Regions from separate parts of the Mus musculus genome. Here regions 1, 2 and 3 are each linked to region 4. Evidence: chromatin contacts called from public Hi-C data. All regions are on one chromosome and are shown on one strand. Each heading gives the region's core, a stretch centred on a gene start, on an enhancer-like site or on the middle of the called end of the contact. The rest is flanking DNA. Distances are from core to core; before and after follow the strand shown. Region 1 has its middle 120 kb from the start of Gm23041. Region 2 overlaps Gm40757 (a long non-coding RNA gene). Region 3 has its middle 68 kb from the start of Gm40757. Region 4 has its middle 100 kb from the start of Gm40757.

Region 1 (4,591 bases), core at 159-2,658, 250 kb before region 4:
TACACAGTGAGACAGATATTGGAGAAATATCTCCTATTATTTGGGATAGATACTGCTAACAAACTGATGTTCATTGTATAATCTCTTCCATTATATAATTTTAATCTGATTGTATTTCTCCATGATTATGAAGCTTTGGGTGAAGCCAAATGGTTAGGTCTTGTGATAAAGTGACTATAGTTGAAAACGATGTATAACCATTTTAGGAGGCATTCATAAATATCCCTCTGTGCAGTCCTCCATGACTCATCTCTTTCCTTGTCTGAGTTTGGATATAAAGTGCTTACAACAGCCCCTGAGGACTTAAAAGATCATGGACCTCCAGGGCTTTAAATTGGCCACAAATCTACCTCATATATGAATTGCTGGAGGGTGTGAAGAGGCCAACAGATCCATTGCTCAGGGATCTCCAAGACACAGGGCAACAACAGGATACCTGACAGGAGTCCCTGTGGAGACCCAGTATTTATAGCGAAGCAGAAGCCAGAGGCCTGGAACCAGACCAATGACTCATTGCCAAAAACATCTGTGAGTAAAGATGCATGGACAAATGTGCATACTATGGAACACGCCGTGACAGACTACAGCTTTGATGATGAGATGTTTTCAATGCTTTGTCTTAACATTATTATTATTATTATTATTATTATTATTATTATTATTATTATTAATCTTTTGGAGTTGCAAGGGAAGAGAGCAAATACGAAGGGGTAGGGAGATGAGGGGACTGGGGTGCATGCTATGAAACTCATAAAAAAATTAATAAAAAAGTTAAAACAACCAAACAAAAGATCATGAAGACAAAGATTAAATCCTGCTCCTTAGCTAGTACTATGAAGCATCCCTCTGTAGAAAAGAAGTACTTTGCTGGATTGGATTTGAATGAGAGAGAGAGCATGACACATCTTAGAAGCTAAAATAAAGCCATTTCTCCATATGTTATATTTGGTCATGTTATTTTATCGCAGCAATAGAAAAGTAACTAATGTACGCATATACTGAGACATGTATTAAATTTTAAATGAAAACATTGTTTTTCAATGGAAGCTTTGTGTGTGTGTGTGTATACACATTATATATATATATAATTCAGGCCTTAATTTTCATATTCATTTCTGCTGTACTCTGACTCCTCTCATTTCCATAATATTGGAACATAGGAAGGAGGCGTGGGTATCAGTTAGGAGGATAAGCAAGTTCTGAATATATTGAATTAGAAACCAGACTGAGAGTAGAGGCAGTAGAAATCAATGACTTTAAAATTGCTTACAAAGATCGAATTAACAGAGTGGCACATTTGTTGATATTATATGAATAAGCAGCTAGACCTATGCTCAGAGATATTTAAATATTTATTGTCTACAATGCAATTTCAAGACTTTTTTTTTTGCTTGTCTTTATTGAGCAGACTACAATATATCTGATTTTTAATTGCCAACGAAAATACTAATTTTTCACAGCTTCTAAAATGTCTCATGATTGTTTTGTCAAAGGACTGGATGGCATATTCCCAGTCATACATACTCCACTTCTGTGTTCCTAGGGACTTGTTTATTTCCCATTTTCCTCCGGGATGCACATTTTGAATGTTGATGCCTTACGATTTGTAGCCTGTTTTTCCTATCTGATACACTGTACAATACCAGAGCCTGCTTTCCGAGGCAATGAATCACCCTGAAAGGTTATCTGTCAGTCATACATGCCCCATGGTGACAAGGCCTGAACCACTTAGGCCGTTTAATTTCCTGATGACCAGACATGCAACACAGACAAGCTTGAGATACTCTCTGGGATTTCTGTAGAGAATTTCACTGTAAAGATCAATCTGGGCTATCAGAGGAGTAACCAGTATGTCAGTAAGAACTCAAGTCCTGCACTTAGACTCACGCGCTCTGCCATTTATTTGGGTGTAAATTGGAGGCAATGGCTTTTCTAGAGGCCCTCAGTCTCTCATCTATGACATGGTGGTAACCAGCAGAGAGATTATTAAACTTACCTAGAGTAAAGGGACTACACTGTTAAATGGAGGCTGTGTTCCTTTTTATTAACAGACATCATTTTCTTTATTGCTTTTCATTTTTGTTTTTGAAATTATAATTTTATTACAGCATTTCTCCTTTCCTTTCCTCCCTTTAAACTCTTCCATGTACCCCTTTATGCTCTTCTTTAAATCCATGCCCTCTTTTGTTCGCATACTACTATTGCATACATACATGTAAAGCAAGATTTATAGGTGAAAAACTTGAGTTTCTACTGGAGACTTCTTTTGGCTTTTTGCATACCTAGGATTTCTCCAGAATATATTTGTCTAATGGCTGAGGGTCTTCCAGGTGAGAAAGGGATGCTATATGCAAGCTGGATCATCCATGATATCTAAGATGGATCCCATAGCTCACAATAGGACCTGAGTGAAAATTACCATTTAGTTGGTAGAATCTGGCTTAAGAAAGCTGTTTCTCTGATGTGCATAATTTCAAAAACATGGGCTAGTAAGGTGACATAGCAGATAAAGACATTTGCCTCTAACTCTGGTGACCTGAGTTCAATCCTTGAAGTATATATGACAAAGAATATAGTCAGCTTCCAAAGATTATTATCTCACCTGCATGTGGGGTGAACAACACCCATACTCCTATATATACAATAAATAAACATGAAATATTATATATTAATAAGAAAATTACTATGCTAACATTAGATTAAGTTTGAATATCCTGTTATACCAGACACAAGTAAACCCCTGTCCAGAAGCACAATCCTATCAAAGGAAAGAATTAAATATTCTTTTTGCCTGCCTGTCCTTTGAGCAGAGGTGGGATTGCTGCTGTACTCCACAATTAAGCCAACAAAGACGTGAACTTTGGAGTGTGTTACTGATGGAGACTGGAGGAAAAAAATCTTTAACACATGTTTGCTACTGGCATTAAATTTCACTTAAATGTTTTTAGTACTTAAAAATTGTACCTGTGTACTTAAATGCATTCTCTAACAGTAGTAAAGAGGTTGTGGTTATACCACTCTATTTGTTTGGATGTGTCTTGGTAGCAGATACATGTTGATGCTGCATACTTGGAAGAAAATTCATAAATAATTATTAACATTTTGCAAATGATGTTTTTGGACAAAAGGCATATATGTTTTAAAAGTTGTCAAGCTTGCTCATAAAATATTTATATAAAAATATTCGATGTGTAACCATCTCTAAGTAAACAGTTGAGTATTTGTTGTATACATTATACATACAAAAAAGTACTCATTGTATATCAACATTGAAAGATGCAGTAGACAGTTAACAAATACAGTTAGGTGCATACATGCTAACATGATCCATTTGCCATAGGGTAGTACAATATGTAAAGGAAAATATTAATATATATATATATATATGTATATACACATATATGTATATATATATGTATTTCTGGACTTTGATCTTTTATGTGTACATGAGTGTTTGTTTACATATGTGTTCTCATGTGTGTGTAAGTAAACACACATATAGAAGTACAGAAGAGGGTGTCAATTCTTCTGGAGCAGAAATGACATAGAGGTGGTTCTTAGACACCCACTGCGAGTGCTAGGATATGAACTCAGATCTTTATGACTGAGTCTCAAGTACTCTGAGTCACATGGCTATCTCTCCAGTCCTGCGAATATAGTTTATCTTGACTAACACTGGCTCAAAATGTACAGATGAAACAACTATTGTGATTGTATGTTTCCTTTTACTTCACTTTTTGGTTGAAAGATTAGAATAAACTCGTGTGTGTGTGTGTGTGTGTGTGTGTGTGTGTGTGTGTAGTATTTCAAGTAGTCAAAACTCAAAAGATCAGAAGTAGCTATTTTAAAGTACATTATTAACCTTTTATCTATTACTCTTCATGTCCTTATATGTATATTACATATACAAGTGGCTATCAGCAAGGCTTGGAATACTTTGTTTCTATGATCTTATATCTGCTACCTTAGCTTGAATCTGGAGGTTTCATTCCTTGTCCTGGACCAAGTCCTTCCATTACAAACTCAGTCTTCTCCTTAGTGGATTCTAACAAAATTCTAAAACTTCACAACCAGGGATGATGTAATCTCAGTAGCAGGAAAAAGAAGGAAGTTGCAACTATGGGTCAGTTTAGGATAGTTCTAAGACAGTCTGGGTTATATTTTAAGAGTCTTCATCAGAAAAAGGGTGGTCATTAAACAAAATTGCTTTATAAAGTTCTCTGTATTAGACCTCCATCTCTAGGTTTCTAGATTTCTTCATATCCTTCTAAATGAATTTTTAAAAATGTTCTTATGGTTCTTATCTTCTATTTAGCTTCTTCATTTTCAAACCCCATGATTTAAATTTCTCTAAAATATTTCTCTTTTGCCCTTGCCTTGTCCAAAGACCAGGGTCTTCTGTTAAACTATTTATTGGTAAGCTCACAAATAAAATAAACATATTTCTAGAATCTCAAACATACTTTGAAACCAAACCTTTGCTATTTGTTCAAAATAATCCTTTTGCTTTCTTCTGTATATGTGTCCATTACATATCTACTCACAAAATTTTGGAATCCAAACCAGCAACCAACATTAGACTCTTTGAGTC
Region 2 (4,888 bases), core at 1,998-4,497, 150 kb after region 4:
TCAGCCAACAACTGAGGACCTCCAGCGCAGTGCTGGCAGGGCCCACCATCAGCTGGGCCCTCCCACATCAGCCTCTAATTAAGAAAAGGCTCCATGGGTTTGTTTGCACTTGATCTTCCTGAGGCATTTTCTCAGTTTAGGTTCCCTCCTTTGAGATGACTCTAGCTTGTGTCCAGTTTACATAAAACTGGCCAGATCATTATGTAAAAGGGAGAAGGGAGAAGAGAGAAGAGATTCTGCAAAGATGTCCTCAGACCTTCACAGGGGCAACATGGCACATGTGTCCACACACAACAACAACAACAACAACAATATAAGGTTTTTTTTTAAATAACCTAACTTGGACAAGTCAGTAAAGATACAATAGATGCCTCTGATAGTCAAATACAAAGCAAAAATGAGAGAGATTTATAAATAAGGACATATTAATACATGGAATTTGATGTGACAATTCTAATATTGTCATTGTTTAAAAGTATTTCGAACTTCCAGCCCATAGCACTATAAGAAGATACATTTCTAATGTCTTTACTGTTTTAAAAAAATATAGTTTGGGGCTGGAGAGATGGCTCAGTGGCTGAGAGCATCAGCTGCTCTTCCAGAGGACCCAGGTTCAATTCCCAGCAACCACATTGTGGCTCACAACTGACTGTGATTCCTGTTACAGTGGATCAAGTCTATCTTCTGGTCATTGCAATCACCATGAATATACATAGTATAGAGATGAACATGCAGACAAAACACCTGTACACATAGATAAATAGATGACAGACAGAAGATAGGTGATAGATTATGATACACAGACAAATAAAAAATACATAGATACATAGATGATGGTAGACAGATTAGATAGATAGATAGATAGATAGATAGTAAGTACTTCAAATTTTGTTTTAGCTAATTGTTCATTATCAGGAAAGATCTATTGTTTTGGTGTCAAAATGTAGACATAGAAAGTGTTGGTAAACTGCTTTAATGAACTTTGAATATATATATATATACATATAAAGGTTCATGATGATGGTAAAGGTGTTTAATTCAGCTATGCACCAAAAACTTCTCAGACAAGGCTATTTTCTGCTTGACTCTCATACAACTCAGAATGTTCCCACGTGATTGCTCTCATAATCCAGTGGATTCTACTAAACTAAATCTGTTTTAATTTGTCCCCTGTTACTAAGCAGAAAAGCACTATTGGAAGCGGAGAAAAATACCTACTTATACATTACTTGTGCTTACAACTATGTCTGGATTGTCACCGAACTGCTCTTCAAGAAAACCTACTTCACAGTAAATACAAACTCACAGTGTGAGGCCACTGAACATCTATCTATCTGCCTGACTCGAAGAGCCCTGTAATATGCAGTGCAACATCTATGGGGCCTTCAGGAAGTGCTTTCTATATAAAGTTCAAAAGATTTCAAAGTAGACTGTGAGGTTCTCTTTGCCCCTAAAGAAACTGTTCAATTCATAGAAAGGAGCGGTGGGGGTGGGGGATGGAGACACAGTCATTTACTCAGTAAATTTCAAAAGCCATTGAACGTGTTTATGCGCCAGTGTAATGACAGTTTTAGAATTTTGGTTTCTTTAGAAAACACAGACATGATATAAGCATGTGTTTTTGTTTTAATCACAGGTGTGGGGAGTGGGGCGTGGGGCGCCGGGGCGCTTGAGACTGTTTGCAGCAGCTAACTCTGATTTGCCTTGTGCTCTGGCAGAAAGCATGGATCTGCCAACTGCAGATCGTATCTGGGATTGTGAGACATTTTGAATTCTGGCAACTTTTTAGAGGGCTTGGAAAGGCTAGAACTCTGAAAGGCAGGTTTGGTGGTTGTTGGACATTCAGGGGTGTTGGCTGTGGTTTGTTCGTAGTTGTGCTCAAAGAAGAAACAAAAGGAAAGAAATTAGATTCAGGGATCTCTCTCTCTCTCTCTCTCTCTCTCTCTCTCTCTCTCTCTCTCTCTCTCCCTCTCTCCCTCTCTCCCTCTCTCCCTCTCCCTCTCTCCATCCTAGACCCACCTTCCAATCCTATCTCATAACAAAGAGTGAAACAGAGGAGGGGGGATATGGGGGGGGTGTAAAGGTTGAAGAAAACAAGAAACCACTAAGTGGCAAAGATCAACTACAGCTACAAGCCTAGGGAAGAAATTATTAGCCTACAGTACGATTGGATGAAGGTACTTGATGTGTCAGAAAGGGAAGATGCTCTGAGAAACTGACTTTTCCTATGAAGCTAAGTCAGTCTGGACCGGCTAATGGATTGAATATGCTGGAAGAGAAAGAGGTCCTTCACTCAAGCGCAGCAAGAGATGCCTGTGAACTTGAAAACCCTGGGGAAAGATGCAGGAGAGCTAGCAGAGGAGTGTTTGTGAGGAGGGCAAAGCCAAGGAAACCTCAGGATGCTGGGATGCTGGGATGCTGGTCATGCAGAGCTCTGCAAGCAAACCCAAGGATTTCCTAAGAGCGCTGTAGGAGTGACTGAGGGTTTGAAACAGCATCACCAAGGACCTGTCTCTAAGAGACCCACTTCCGTGCTTTGCAGAGGAATCCTTAGAGGGCAGGCGTGAAAACAGACTACAAGGAGCCATTCTTTTTCCTTGTCAAACGAGAGAGGTCTCTCTGGACACCAAAGCACCTGCAGTGGAGGTGTTAATTTGCAGAGGCAAAAATAGATAAATTTACATGATAAGAAAGGAGGAGCTATCAAGGATTATTGCCAGATTTCTAGCGCCTAAATCCAGCCAGCTTCTTAATGTGGTGAAATGGGAAGATCCTTTGTGATCAAGCTGCTAAGATTTGGAGCAGAACAGCGTGGACGATGTCGATGGACCCAAAATCCCAGGACACTTTTGGCCACATGAACATGTGAGATTTTCACTTTAAATTCCACCTTTAAGACCTTGTCCCAAATATTGCACAATGCTAAATACTTCAAGGAATTTCTGTTTCCCATGTTAACAAGCAATCGGGATAAGTTTTACATCTAAAGTGGTTAGTACGAGGTCTGTGGCCAGTGAAGAATCTGTCTAACTTTGCTAGGACACCCGACATTTTCTACAGGTTTAAGGAAAGACAGCTAAACTTTTGCCTGCTTCTCAGTCTGTATGCAGATTCTGTTTCTGCACTGGGTTCCCCCGCCCCTAAAAATTTAACACTTATTTCCTCCCACCCACAGGACAAAATACCAAGTGCTTGTCTCTGATCAGCTATTGATTTTGTGCCATCTGTCACCTGGGATGCCTGAACTCGGTGATGCGGCATCTCTTAGCTTACATTTTCCTAGGCAACCGCAGCTTCCAAAGTGCTAGACACGGACCTGTTTATTCTCTGTCTGTCACTGTGAGTTGTTTATGATTTTTATTGTTTATAATTTACATCGGAATGAATTCACCGAGTCTAGTGGAAATTTGCATTCGAGCTGATAGGTTGAACAGACGGGTTTTAAACCCTTATTGTCCTCAATCGGGAGGGACTAATGGAGAAGTCAATCAATCCAAACGAACTGCTCAGTGCGACATCATTTCCTAAAGGCTTTCTTTACCTCCTTTTCACAAAGCTATTCCTTAAAGTTCTTGTTTGAGAGGGGGAAAAAAAAAGAGACGGTGACATAAAAAGAAATCTATGTGACTCTTTAGCTTGAACTGTGCTATTTATTAAGAAGTAGGTTATGTCCATAGATAATTCTTATAACACATCCTGGTCAAAGTATCAGGTTGCTTCAAAGTTATCATAAGAATCACAATTATACTTAGTTTTAAGAAGATGTAGCAATGAATGGATGAAACATCCATTATTATTCCATAAAATGCAATTTCCCCTTTCCCAAACCTTTGACTTTTCTCTGCTTACCCAATTCATCTAATTCATGCATATTCTAATGATGTTCCCTTTGTTTCCAAGGACCTGAAATGTATTCAGCCAAACTAAAAATGATAAGATGAGGTCACCATTATAATAAGAACCATACTAATTCATTGGGTACTTAAATGGAAAATATATCACTGCATCTGACCACAGCTCTGACAGGAAGTGGCCTTGAAAGCTAAGGCCACTTGGTCTTTTGTCACTTCCTAGAATCTACTTTTTATGCGTTTGATTTGGGCAACATGATTATGTAAGACACTCTAAGCAGCAACAAAGAAAAGAGAAAGAGACTCTGGCTCCAGGCTCACATGCTTTCATAGATTTGAAATCTCTTCAAGCCAGAAGCTGTCAACTGATTTTGAAAGGAAATAGTAGATGTTTCTCCATAGGTATGCTGCCGTGCACGGTTTCAATGAAAATTCAATGCACACAATGGCATGCTATCTAAACCATATTAACGCTCATTTATTCATTTATTCTTCTTCCAGTGAGCTTGTTCTGCCCAAATTAAACTTTACTCTTGGAACTGAAATATGTGTACATCAGAACCAAAGGCTGAACTCGCCATGGTCTGAATGTACCGTAGTCTCGGCTGCTCAGGGCAGATTTGGATTGACTGTGCCCAACTGTGGACAATTTGGCTTCCCTCAGCTGTTAGCATTGATCCACTCAGCTTGAAAGGAGGGACTCGGGTCACTTCTGTGTTCTCCACTTTTCCCACATTGCCTTCTCTCCTCGAAATTCTGTTCTCCCGTCTCCCCCTGGAAAGTTCTAGATTGTCAGTGCAAACCAACCACCATGAATAATACACTTAGATGATCAATCAGAAATGGGATAGGTAAATATGCAAGATCCAAAATTCAATTTGGCTCCCCCAAATTATATTTTGGAAGAATTTACAAATAAGCGAGGATTTAATTTGGAGGAGATAAAAATCCACAGGCTAGAAGCTGCAGACAGCTACATAGATGCAGAAGGAAGATGATTTTCTTGAGTTTTGGAACAATTCTGAATAAACAGCTCA
Region 3 (4,920 bases), core at 428-2,927, 170 kb after region 4:
GAATATTTCAAAGTCTTTCGTTTTCTGTACAATGTCTGGCTGCAGAAGTCTGTATTTGTTCCCATCTCTCTCTCTTTCCTCTCTCTCCCTCTCCCCCCTTCTGTTCTTTCTATGTATGAGTGCTCTGTCTGCATGCACATCTGCATGCCAGAAGAGGGTATCAGATCCCTTTATTGATGGTTGTGACCCACCATGTGGTTGCTGGGAATTCAATTCAGGGCATCTACAAGAACAGCCAGTGCTCCTAACTGCTGAGTCATCTCACCAGCCCAAAAATTCTGTTCTTGAACCAGAAGGTATGTATGGATAATATATACATACATTTACATATACACATACACATACATCATATACATATAAACATTTTATATATATATATATATGCATATATTTTTTTTTCCTAACAAATGCTTCCAAGGCAAACACTTTACTGAGATCTCACCAACCCGAAATTTACTTTTAACTGCTGTTTTCTCAGCCAATATATGTAACCTCAGGAAGTTTCCCATGACCCAAAGACTCAATAGTCTACAGAAGTATAATTGCATTCATTAACATTTTAAGGATATGAAAGACTTGTAGAAAGCAAAGCACGAGACAACTGTGCTGACCAGACCACTGACACCTTATGTTACTATTTACGAACATATTTTAACAGACGTATTTCCTCATGTATCACATGCTTTAATCTAGCCCATTACATTTAGGCTGCTTTTATCAATGTTGACACCTATGCATTAAGTGTCATTTAAAAAAAATTACTGACACAAGACTGTCTATATAAAATGGTGGGTCTCATTTCTTGTGTGGGTCCCCTCAGCATCTAAGTCTGGCAGAGGTGAGCATTTTACAGCAAAGGTCGTGCAGATGTTCTTCATACAGAACGCAATGTCCACAAACTGAAAAGCTACCCCCCCCCCCCGTCATAAAACAGTTTCACTGGCAAGTGCATTCTGCTTCCAAGTGCTCTCATTTATTCTGCGAGCTTCAGAAAACGACTGAGTGAAAGCAGTCACGTTCTCTCCCCCCAACACAGGAAGATGTCACCTGTTTTGTTTTTGAAAAATATATAACTTGAAGATTGCAACCAAGTCCCAACATGCTTGAGAAGAAAAACCTGGAGAGACTTCTGAAAAGGCGAAGGCTGGAATAGTTATAACTAAGTGTAGTTAAAGAAAGAAAATCCAAGCAAGGTAAGGAAGGGAGGGATATATTGGGGCAGGGGTGTACAAGAAAGAAGCCAGCAAGGAAAGATGACAGATGTTTGCAAATGGAACAGGAGACAGTCCAAGAGAGAGCACTTGAGCTCAGACTGACGGATACTAAGAGCATTTTCTCTTTCTTTTGTTCTTATCAAACAAGGAATGACATTTTAAAGGACAGCGTGTAACAGAGGAAAAAAAGGACACTAGAGTAAATTGCAGGTCCTGAGGCTGAGCTGTTTTACTAAGGAAAGGGCTGATCTAGCTCTGAGAGCTGCTGCAGAGAATCACATGCACATCGCTGAGGGAGACACTCAGATCTTTTAAGTCTCCATCCAATTCAAACAGAAAACCAGGACACAATCAACATAACAAAAGACGTTCCGATGATTTAATATGATTCTACTGCATTCATCCAAAGCAGTTAGAAAAGCGTCTTCAAAGTACTTCCTCATTCATCTGCGAAAGTGTAGGCTGGGCCCCCTACTGGACATACTCGGCAGTGCAAGGAAAGAGCTCTTCATTTTAGACTATCATCCTCATGGGTCCCGTGCTGTGCAAGACACAGCCCAAAGCTCCAATGACCGGAAGAGGAAATGAGACGGCAAAAGAACTTGCCAGCCAACCATCTTTCTTCAGACGCCGGGAGGGAGAAGAGGAGCTATGTATGCGAGCATCTTTTTTTTGCCACTGGGGACACAACCATCTAAGCCAGCAACTGCTGTTTGATATAGCTAGGCACCTACCGGCTGGACAGATATCCAAAAAGTGGATTGGCCAGATAGAAAACAGCCTAGACTGAGATCTACATTTAAGAGTAAACGTCCATACTTCCTTTTTCAGGGCCTTAACAGAGATAAACCAGATTAGGGTTTGTGCTGTAGAGCCGCAAGCAAGGCATGAAGCCATGGAAGAGAGAGGGCAAGAAATTTGATACGAAGCTGTGGGTAGTGACCCTTTCACAGGGGTCACATATCAGATATCCTGCATATCATATGTTTATATGGTGCTGTCAGTGTAGCAACATTACAGTTATGAAGTAGCAACAAAATAATTAAAGTAGCACAACATGAGGACATGTGTTAAATGGTCACAGCCTTAGGAAGGTTGAGAACCACTGATGTCAGAGGAACTTAGGCAGATAAATTGTGCCTTTTCCCTAGAACAGCAAATGACAATAACATACTTTAAAAATTAAAATTAAAAAAATGATCTCCTACCAGTTAATTTATTCATTTATTTATTTACTTATTTACTTTTTAGGAACCTCAGTGTTAGCTCTAGCCTGGATTGCTGCAGCAGAGTGACTGATATTTATTGCACAGTTGCATTAGGCATATTCTAATTGAATATGAACATATTAACCCATCCCTATCATTCTTGTCATTTTATATGATGGTAAGAAAACGGGGTTTAGAAATAACTTGCCTAAAGTCACATACACTGGTAACAGGGAAAGGTCGCTGTTAAGGCTACTGTATACAAGTCTTAGAGACTGGGTGTTTATGAGATCCGCATATCTATTGGGAGCCAAACCAACTGAAGACTTTCTCAGAGGCCTCCAGGTAAGGTTAAAAGGGGATGTTAATTCTGTGTCCTTGCAAGGGTCAACTTGGCCAGGTCCATTCTGGAGGCTGGAGGCTGGGGGCTGGGGGCTGGGGGCTGGAGCCTGGGCCCTTTAAGGTTTTGGTTCCTGGAAACCTGACTTTCTCCCTTGGAGGGCTGTAGTTATCAGTGCTAAGGCATCTCTGTCTGAGATATCCTGTGTTTTCTTTGCCAACATTGTTTGATTTAGCTCTCTGCTGACCTTGGGCCCATCTTCCCCCTACAAACAGTATATAAGATGAGAGACTCAATAAACTCACTTGTACAAGGCTGGGTCCTAGCTATCCATCTTCTTTATTTCTCACAGTGGGTCTACTCTTCTTCAACTCACCATTTAGGACCCTATTCTGGTGGGCTCAGGTCATACTTTTCAGATCTGGAGGTTAAATGTCTGTGGTTAAGTTGCTAACATTGCTCTCTGCTGACACCATACCATTGCTTCCAGAGGGCGTGTCCTCATCTGTGACCTCCCATCATCAAGGGTCAGAACAAAAGGACCTGTGTACTTTTTCCAGACCATTTTATAATTTTGCTTATATCACTCAAAAGAGTTTATGACTTATCATTCATTTGTAATCACCTTATGACTTCATAATATTGATTGGGAATTAAGTTGCAATGAAAACCTTGATGGCTTTATAAATATTAAAATTATAACTGGTAGGATTTGAACCCATACAGACTGATTCTAAAAGCTATGCTCTCAGTAACATTAGTCCTTTACTATCCTAAATTAAAGCATTTCCCCTTCACTGTAGGTTAATTCCTTAATATCTTATTCGGACACTAAAATGTCTAACAAGCTCCCAACAGCTTGTATGGAATTCCACGATTTCAATCATTTATGATCTCAGTCTCCACCACATGCTCTCCCTGTTGGACAATGGCTGTCCTCTACCACACACACACACACCCTCGCTCTTTGTAGCTATCTCTTTCATTTCTGTATCTTCATGTCCTGGATCATTTCTACATGTCTCTCCTACTCCATTCTGAAACTGCAAATGTATAGTAGATGAGTTGGGGGCTCACAGAAAATAACATATACAAAGAACAGAAGCCCCTCTCCCCAAGTGTCTCATATATCTGAATTCTGAGACTGTAGCAACCACAGTGGGTGAACAATGTGATCCTTCATTCTGTTTTAAAGTGCTTATTTAGGCTTTCAGCCGAAGAACAAGGCAAAAGAAATTTAGTTCCGCGCTCAGCGAGCGTGGTCTGACTCTCGGATAATTTATTTATTTATTTATTTTTTATGACAGATTCCATTTTCTGCTGCTGGCATGATTACACGGGAACACATTTGTCCACTGAGAGTACATTTGTGTCATTTGCATGGGCTAACTCAGTGGTAGCATTTAATTTCTGCGATATTATTCACTTATCAGACCCAAACCAGTACATGTTCAGAATGAGTAAGTGTACTGGAATGTTATTATAAGATTCGGCCTTGGGAGGCAAGAAGAGCACAAATGTTTAGCTCAGGATTGCTTCATTATTGCTAAAGCACAGCTCTCTTTGAAAGGGTTCATTTTCTGGGGAAATTTGGGACTGGAGAGCTGAGAATATGTGCTCTATCACAAATGTTGTGTTTCAGTATTGTTTACCGACATTGTAGAAAACTGGATTTCTTGTATAGGGAACCTGGTTAGGAATATATTAAGAGTGAGTACCATGGTAGTACTCACCATGGTACTAGATTAGAAAATATCTGCAAAGGGTGGCTGTCATCTTTGGGGTATAATTGGTTATTGGAGTGGTACACTCTACGCTGAAAACAGAGACTCTTTTTTAGGAGAAAAGGCATTCCTTTTATCTAAAATAGTCTAATGTTTAAGCTTTGGCACCTATGGTTGGCAAGGTCTAAGAGTGAGAGAAAATGATACTATTTCTTACATAATTTTCCTTTGGGTCAGAAGTAGAATTTGTTCCTGTGATGACATATTTGCATATTTAATATTAATTATTCAGAAAGCAGGTGATTAGGTCAGTTCAACTTAATCACACTGTAATCGATAAGTAAAGTCCAAGGAAAACAATTTCATCAGCTTTCCAGGCACTGAAAATGTAGGGAACCAGAAAGAACTCAGCCTGGTTCCTGGATCTGAGAGGG
Region 4 (4,686 bases), core at 1,055-3,554:
TTTGAAAAGCATTTTATGTATATAATACAATTTTAAAGTTGGTTGGCAAGCCAACTGATCATTTTTGAGCAATGATCAATTACCCCCATTGTTCTGCATTGTGTTTTCCTTCTCGTCTTTAATCTCCCTGTCTCTAGTTCCCCCTTCACTCGATTTTTCTCTCCTAGAGCTACCAGAGTGCTACGTTTACAACATAAATCTCACTATCCACCCTGTGAGGAAAATATATCCAGTGAGTTCCCATATTTTCCTATTAAGTTATATCTCCTTATTAGCCCAGTAGAAATTCCATTTACATAGATATCTGGACCTACATTCTCTTATGTTTTGACTCTGTTTGCAAGTACAGTGAGATCCTGCCTCCGTCCTTAAAATTTGATGTGTTGTTTTGTGAGTTCAAAGTGCCCTTTCTATCTACCTTCCTTTATACATCATTGATAAACTTTAAAAGGGATTTTTAAAGGCTATCTCCAGTGTTTCTTCTTTTATTGAATTTTTCCATTTCTGAGTCCTAGTATTTTCACTGTTTTGCTTTGTTATGCCTTAATGAATCTGCAATATGCCAAGAACTTCTCTCATGAAGCTGATTATATTTTTAAAGAATCTATAGGTACATATTCCTGTTCCTATCTACCTATTGCTGTGAAGAAACACCATGACCATGATAACTCTTATAAAGAAAAACATTTCACTGGGGCTGGCTTACAGCTCAGGGATTTAACCTTTTATTGTCATGGCATGGTAGCATGCAGGCAGACATGGTGCTAGAGAAGTAGCTAAGAGTTCTATTCCAGATTGGCAGCAGCAGAATGAGAATGACACTGGACATAGTTTGATCTTCTGAAATCTCAAATCCCACCCCTAGTTGTTCCTCTAACAAGGCCACACCTGTCCCAACAAGGCTACTCCTTCTAATAGTGCCACACCCTATGGGCCCCATGGGGTTTGTTTTCTTTTAAACCACCACACCATCTATTTTGCAAAGACACACAGAAAGATCTGCTTAAAACCACAGAAATATTAGGAACTAGTGTCATGACTTTCATCCTATGTCCTTGACTTCAGAGCCTACTGTCATTCCCATTCTACCTTTAACAAATTCTGTTGCCAATTGTCAATTCAGTTGATCTTGACAACAATAGTATTCACTCACTGAAATCAAGTACTTCTTAATTGTCTTTGTCTCCCAAGCAGTAAGGACCTATGGGTCATAGTGCATAGACACATTTTAACGGAACTGGTTGGTGGCAGTGCTATAACAATAACTGTAGAAGAATACATATTTTATATCACAATGGAGTACTCATATGTCTACCTGTGCACAAGTGGCCAGCCTATTTGTCAACATCAGATCAAATAAAATAACCCAAACTCTGCATTTTGAATTAAAATGTCTCTATGATATGAATCATTTTTCTTTCCAGATGTGAAAATGGGACAAGGAAAGAAAAGATTTTATTAGACTGGAAAATAAAGAGTTTCTCAGAGCATGAAACTGTATGTATTCTAAAACCTGTCAGAACAAAATCTTTCATATTTCCATGAAAATCTTTATTTTCCTCTTTTTACTTCCAGTACATTGATTTCATTAAAAACAATTAATCCCTCCATGTAAATAATATACATTTGTGTATTAGTATATTAAATCTATAGTTTGTCTGGCATGTAGGGGAGATTTAAGGTGTCATTCCAATTTCTTTGACCATCATTCACCTAAGTAGATGGTGTTTTAGTCTAAATGGTTCTGCTAGATTTGCTTCATAGGCAGTGATGTGATCTCCTCACTGGTTTCTCTTCATGCTCACACCAGGAAACTACGCTGTTCATTTTTATGTGTCTCAGAAGCAACCCTTAGCACCCCTATTATTATCCATCGTCTGCAGTTCATTTCATTTGTATCTTATAGAAAATAATTTGTCAACAGTTACTGAATATTCTTCCACTTTGGAAATATTTTCAAAGTCCTATAAAATTGCATCTAAAAATAAAAATTAAAAACAGAGGTCATTTCTTTCTCTGATCTTTTAAAAGAACTCCGAGAATTATATTCGCTCACTTCAAATCCCTGGATTCATTGCTGTTAATTAGAGGCCTTGCTCTATGAGTAGCAGTAGACTGCTGTTCTGTTCACTGTAGTATGGATTATTTGTCTCTGATTACACAAGTCTTGTTTCGTTAGAACTGGGGTATATGTCCTCCACAAAAAAGAACCATAACATTAGATGTGTCAGAGACAAGTCTGCATAGCCTGCATCGCCTACATCGCCTTTCTCACAAACACTAACTAGACCAGAACCTTCTAAACACAGAATGCAGTGCTGCCATCTGGGGGATAAAACTTTAACAATGCATTTTCTGTCAGCTGAAACAGAGGGCAGGATTCCAGGAGTCAGAAGACTCCAGAAGCAATAGGACTGTTTGTAAGGTGCAGTATGAAAGCCTATACAAGACTGTGGGTCATTTCAACAAATTAACACCCACACACACATACACCCACACACACACGCGCGCGCGTGCACGCATGCACGCACGAACGCACGTACGTACATAGACCTTACTTTCCAAATAGGGTTCTGTCATGATGACAGATCACTTTTCTTTTATTGTTGACTGTTTATTTCCTTTAAGTTAGGATATCAGCTTAAAAAAAATTCCAGCGCACTCCTTTACCATTGAGAGTCATTGTGAAAAGGCAAAATGGACTATCTGATATCTCTACAATCTTCACTGGCAAAGGAGCTGTTAGCAATACAGTAAGGGTCACAAGTCTCTCATTTGGAACAGTATATCTTTCATTTTCTCTGCAAAATCCAGTTTCCATCAATACAACCTAAGTGTTTCCCTTCCTTATAACAGCATTTCACCCAGTCTGGCAGAAGAAAAACAGACATACAAGTGAGTCAACACCAGCATGGGGATGGAGATTCTAATATACACATTCCTTTGGTGGAAGGCAAATAAATAAGACATTACGGTGGAAAAGCAAGTAGAACCAATTGATTTTTGTTCTTTCTTTAGAGTTCAGTGTATTCCTTTAGTCTTTTTTTTTTTTTTTTTTTTTTTTTTTTTACATTTCTTTCACAATGCACAGAAGGAAGTTGGAGAAAGAATAGTCGATAAGTAAATATCACTGTAAGGCATGAAATCCTATTCACATTAATTTGACCTCTGCTTAGTAAAGCAACAAATCACTGTGTTATTTGGGAGATAGAAAGAAGCCAGAGCTTTCCAAAATAATCAATAACATGTGGACAAGTAGTTTTTAGGATGAGTACTTTTCTTTGCTGCTAATTTAATACACTTGCTGTAATGCAAATAATAACATCCCTTTTCTTGTTTAATGCTAGGAATCCAACCCAGATCCTTGAGCTTCTGTGGCCTCTACCACTGAGCTATATCCACAGCCCTTAGTTATTGAAGACTGATAGTATCTTATGTAGATAGGCGAAGCTGGCCTTGAATTTGCTATGTAGCACAGGGTAGGCTTGAACTCAGGTTCGCATGAATCTCTCAATTCTATCTTCTACAGGAGTGCCATCATACCTGGCATCATTCATTTATGGACCTATCTATCACTGTTACAACCTTTTTATTCTAAAAGATTTAATAATTTTATTATATAAGCTAGAATGAAGTCATCGTGACTTGCACTGAAATTTGGAAGTCCCAAATACCCTCTAAAAAAATGGAATCCCCAAGTGCCTTATCCCAAGGTGTAGGAAACAGCCAAGGTTTCTTGGTGTCCATCTAATCAAGTGTTTGTCTCTGACTGGCCAACCTAATACAGAGCACAATGAGGGACCAGAAAGAAACATTAGACAACACAACTATGTAAAAAGAAGAAAAGACAAAAGAGTAGACTGAAGTCATTGGCACTGCCCAAGAGTAAGCCCTTATGTCAAGCAACATGAAGTCTCTTGAATATATAATCGGGAATATAAATCCTTGGCCACAATCCTATGAATGTGTGCCTTGCCTTTCAGTGTGTTTTTATAGGATTCTTATCTCCATGGTCTCAGAAGAAACAGATTTTGAAGAACACTACTCAATTGGAAGCTGCGGAGTGTTGGCAGGCTCTTTCCTGGTGCAAGTTCACAAAGAGTAGGCCATGGAAGACTTGTTGAAGCCTGGCCCACAGTATGTTTAGCAATCCTGTGCCATGACAAACATTTAGTAGGCCCCTGGGTTCTAGTTACATCCATTCTGGCTGCAGACAAATAAAAAGTTCTCAACACTATGTCTCCTTTTAGCCTGGAAACTCTGATCTTTTGTTTACTTTCTTTTTGTGCTCTTTCAATCACCCTCTTGCCCGATTTAATAGTGACTCCCTTAAGGAGAAATAAAACAATTGGCTTCAGTAGAAAGGCAGCATCCGTAATCTAATGTATCCCAGTTGGCTGGCTCCCCTTGTCTGGTAGTCTTAATGGCTTTGTCCAGTCTTATCTCCTCCTAAGACTGTTTCTTGATGTAGAGACTCATTTTATCACTGCCTCGGTTGGGGCACAGAGTCTTTGGTTTCTGTCAGGACTGATTTACTGTGGCCTTGAATTATAAGACTCTCAGTCAATTTGGCTCACAAGCAGAAGAAACAACAGCCTGCCTTGCCAGAACCTCATTCTCTCTCCAGTTCTCCTCTCCAGAGGCTGGATCTGAGTTGACTGCATTTCTTTGGTAAGATTATGTATG

The links. Hi-C and Micro-C count contacts between places; a contact is called where the count stands out from the background.
Region 1: a contact with region 4 is called in a Hi-C map of the N1E-115 cell line, with 3 times the contacts expected there. The contact joins two enhancer-like sites. A contact is called at or near these places in 5 of 484 Hi-C or Micro-C datasets (the N1E-115 cell line, cerebellar granule neurons, cerebellum and 2 more).
Region 2: a Hi-C map of forebrain shows a contact between it and region 4, with 3 times the contacts expected there. The contact joins two enhancer-like sites. A contact is called at or near these places in 5 of 484 Hi-C or Micro-C datasets (the C2C12 cell line, cerebral cortex, embryonic stem cells and 1 more).
Region 3: a contact with region 4 is called in a Hi-C map of the N1E-115 cell line, with 4 times the contacts expected there. The contact joins two enhancer-like sites. A contact is called at or near these places in 19 of 484 Hi-C or Micro-C datasets (the 4T1 cell line, the C2C12 cell line, the HL-1 cell line and 7 more) and 1 of 115 datasets of contacts at active chromatin or transcription factors (neural progenitor cells).

The regions. Positions count from the first base shown.
Region 1 is chr10:109,249,488-109,254,078 of GRCm38.p6, forward strand. No RefSeq gene overlaps it. Among named protein-coding and RNA genes, the nearest start is that of Gm23041, 120 kb to the right of the region's middle. Within about 2 kb of position 1,409, at least 1 of the 459 cell types and tissues checked has an H3K27ac peak or open chromatin away from gene starts, as enhancers often do. A contact at or near this core is called in the N1E-115 cell line, where this site is marked.
Region 2 is chr10:109,638,839-109,643,726 of GRCm38.p6, forward strand. Gm40757 (a long non-coding RNA gene) reads left to right here. Exons shown (of 3, transcript XR_872022.2): 3 at 3,176-3,298. Among named protein-coding and RNA genes, the nearest start is that of Gm40757, 43 kb to the left of the region's middle. Within about 2 kb of position 3,248, at least 16 of the 459 cell types and tissues checked have an H3K27ac peak or open chromatin away from gene starts, as enhancers often do. A contact at or near this core is called in forebrain, where this site is marked.
Region 3 is chr10:109,663,399-109,668,318 of GRCm38.p6, forward strand. No RefSeq gene overlaps it. Among named protein-coding and RNA genes, the nearest start is that of Gm40757, 68 kb to the left of the region's middle. Within about 2 kb of position 1,678, at least 17 of the 459 cell types and tissues checked have an H3K27ac peak or open chromatin away from gene starts, as enhancers often do. A contact at or near this core is called in the N1E-115 cell line and cortical neurons, where this site is marked.
Region 4 is chr10:109,494,032-109,498,717 of GRCm38.p6, forward strand. No RefSeq gene overlaps it. Among named protein-coding and RNA genes, the nearest start is that of Gm40757, 100 kb to the right of the region's middle. Within about 2 kb of position 2,305, at least 13 of the 459 cell types and tissues checked have an H3K27ac peak or open chromatin away from gene starts, as enhancers often do. A contact at or near this core is called in the N1E-115 cell line, cortical neurons and forebrain, where this site is marked.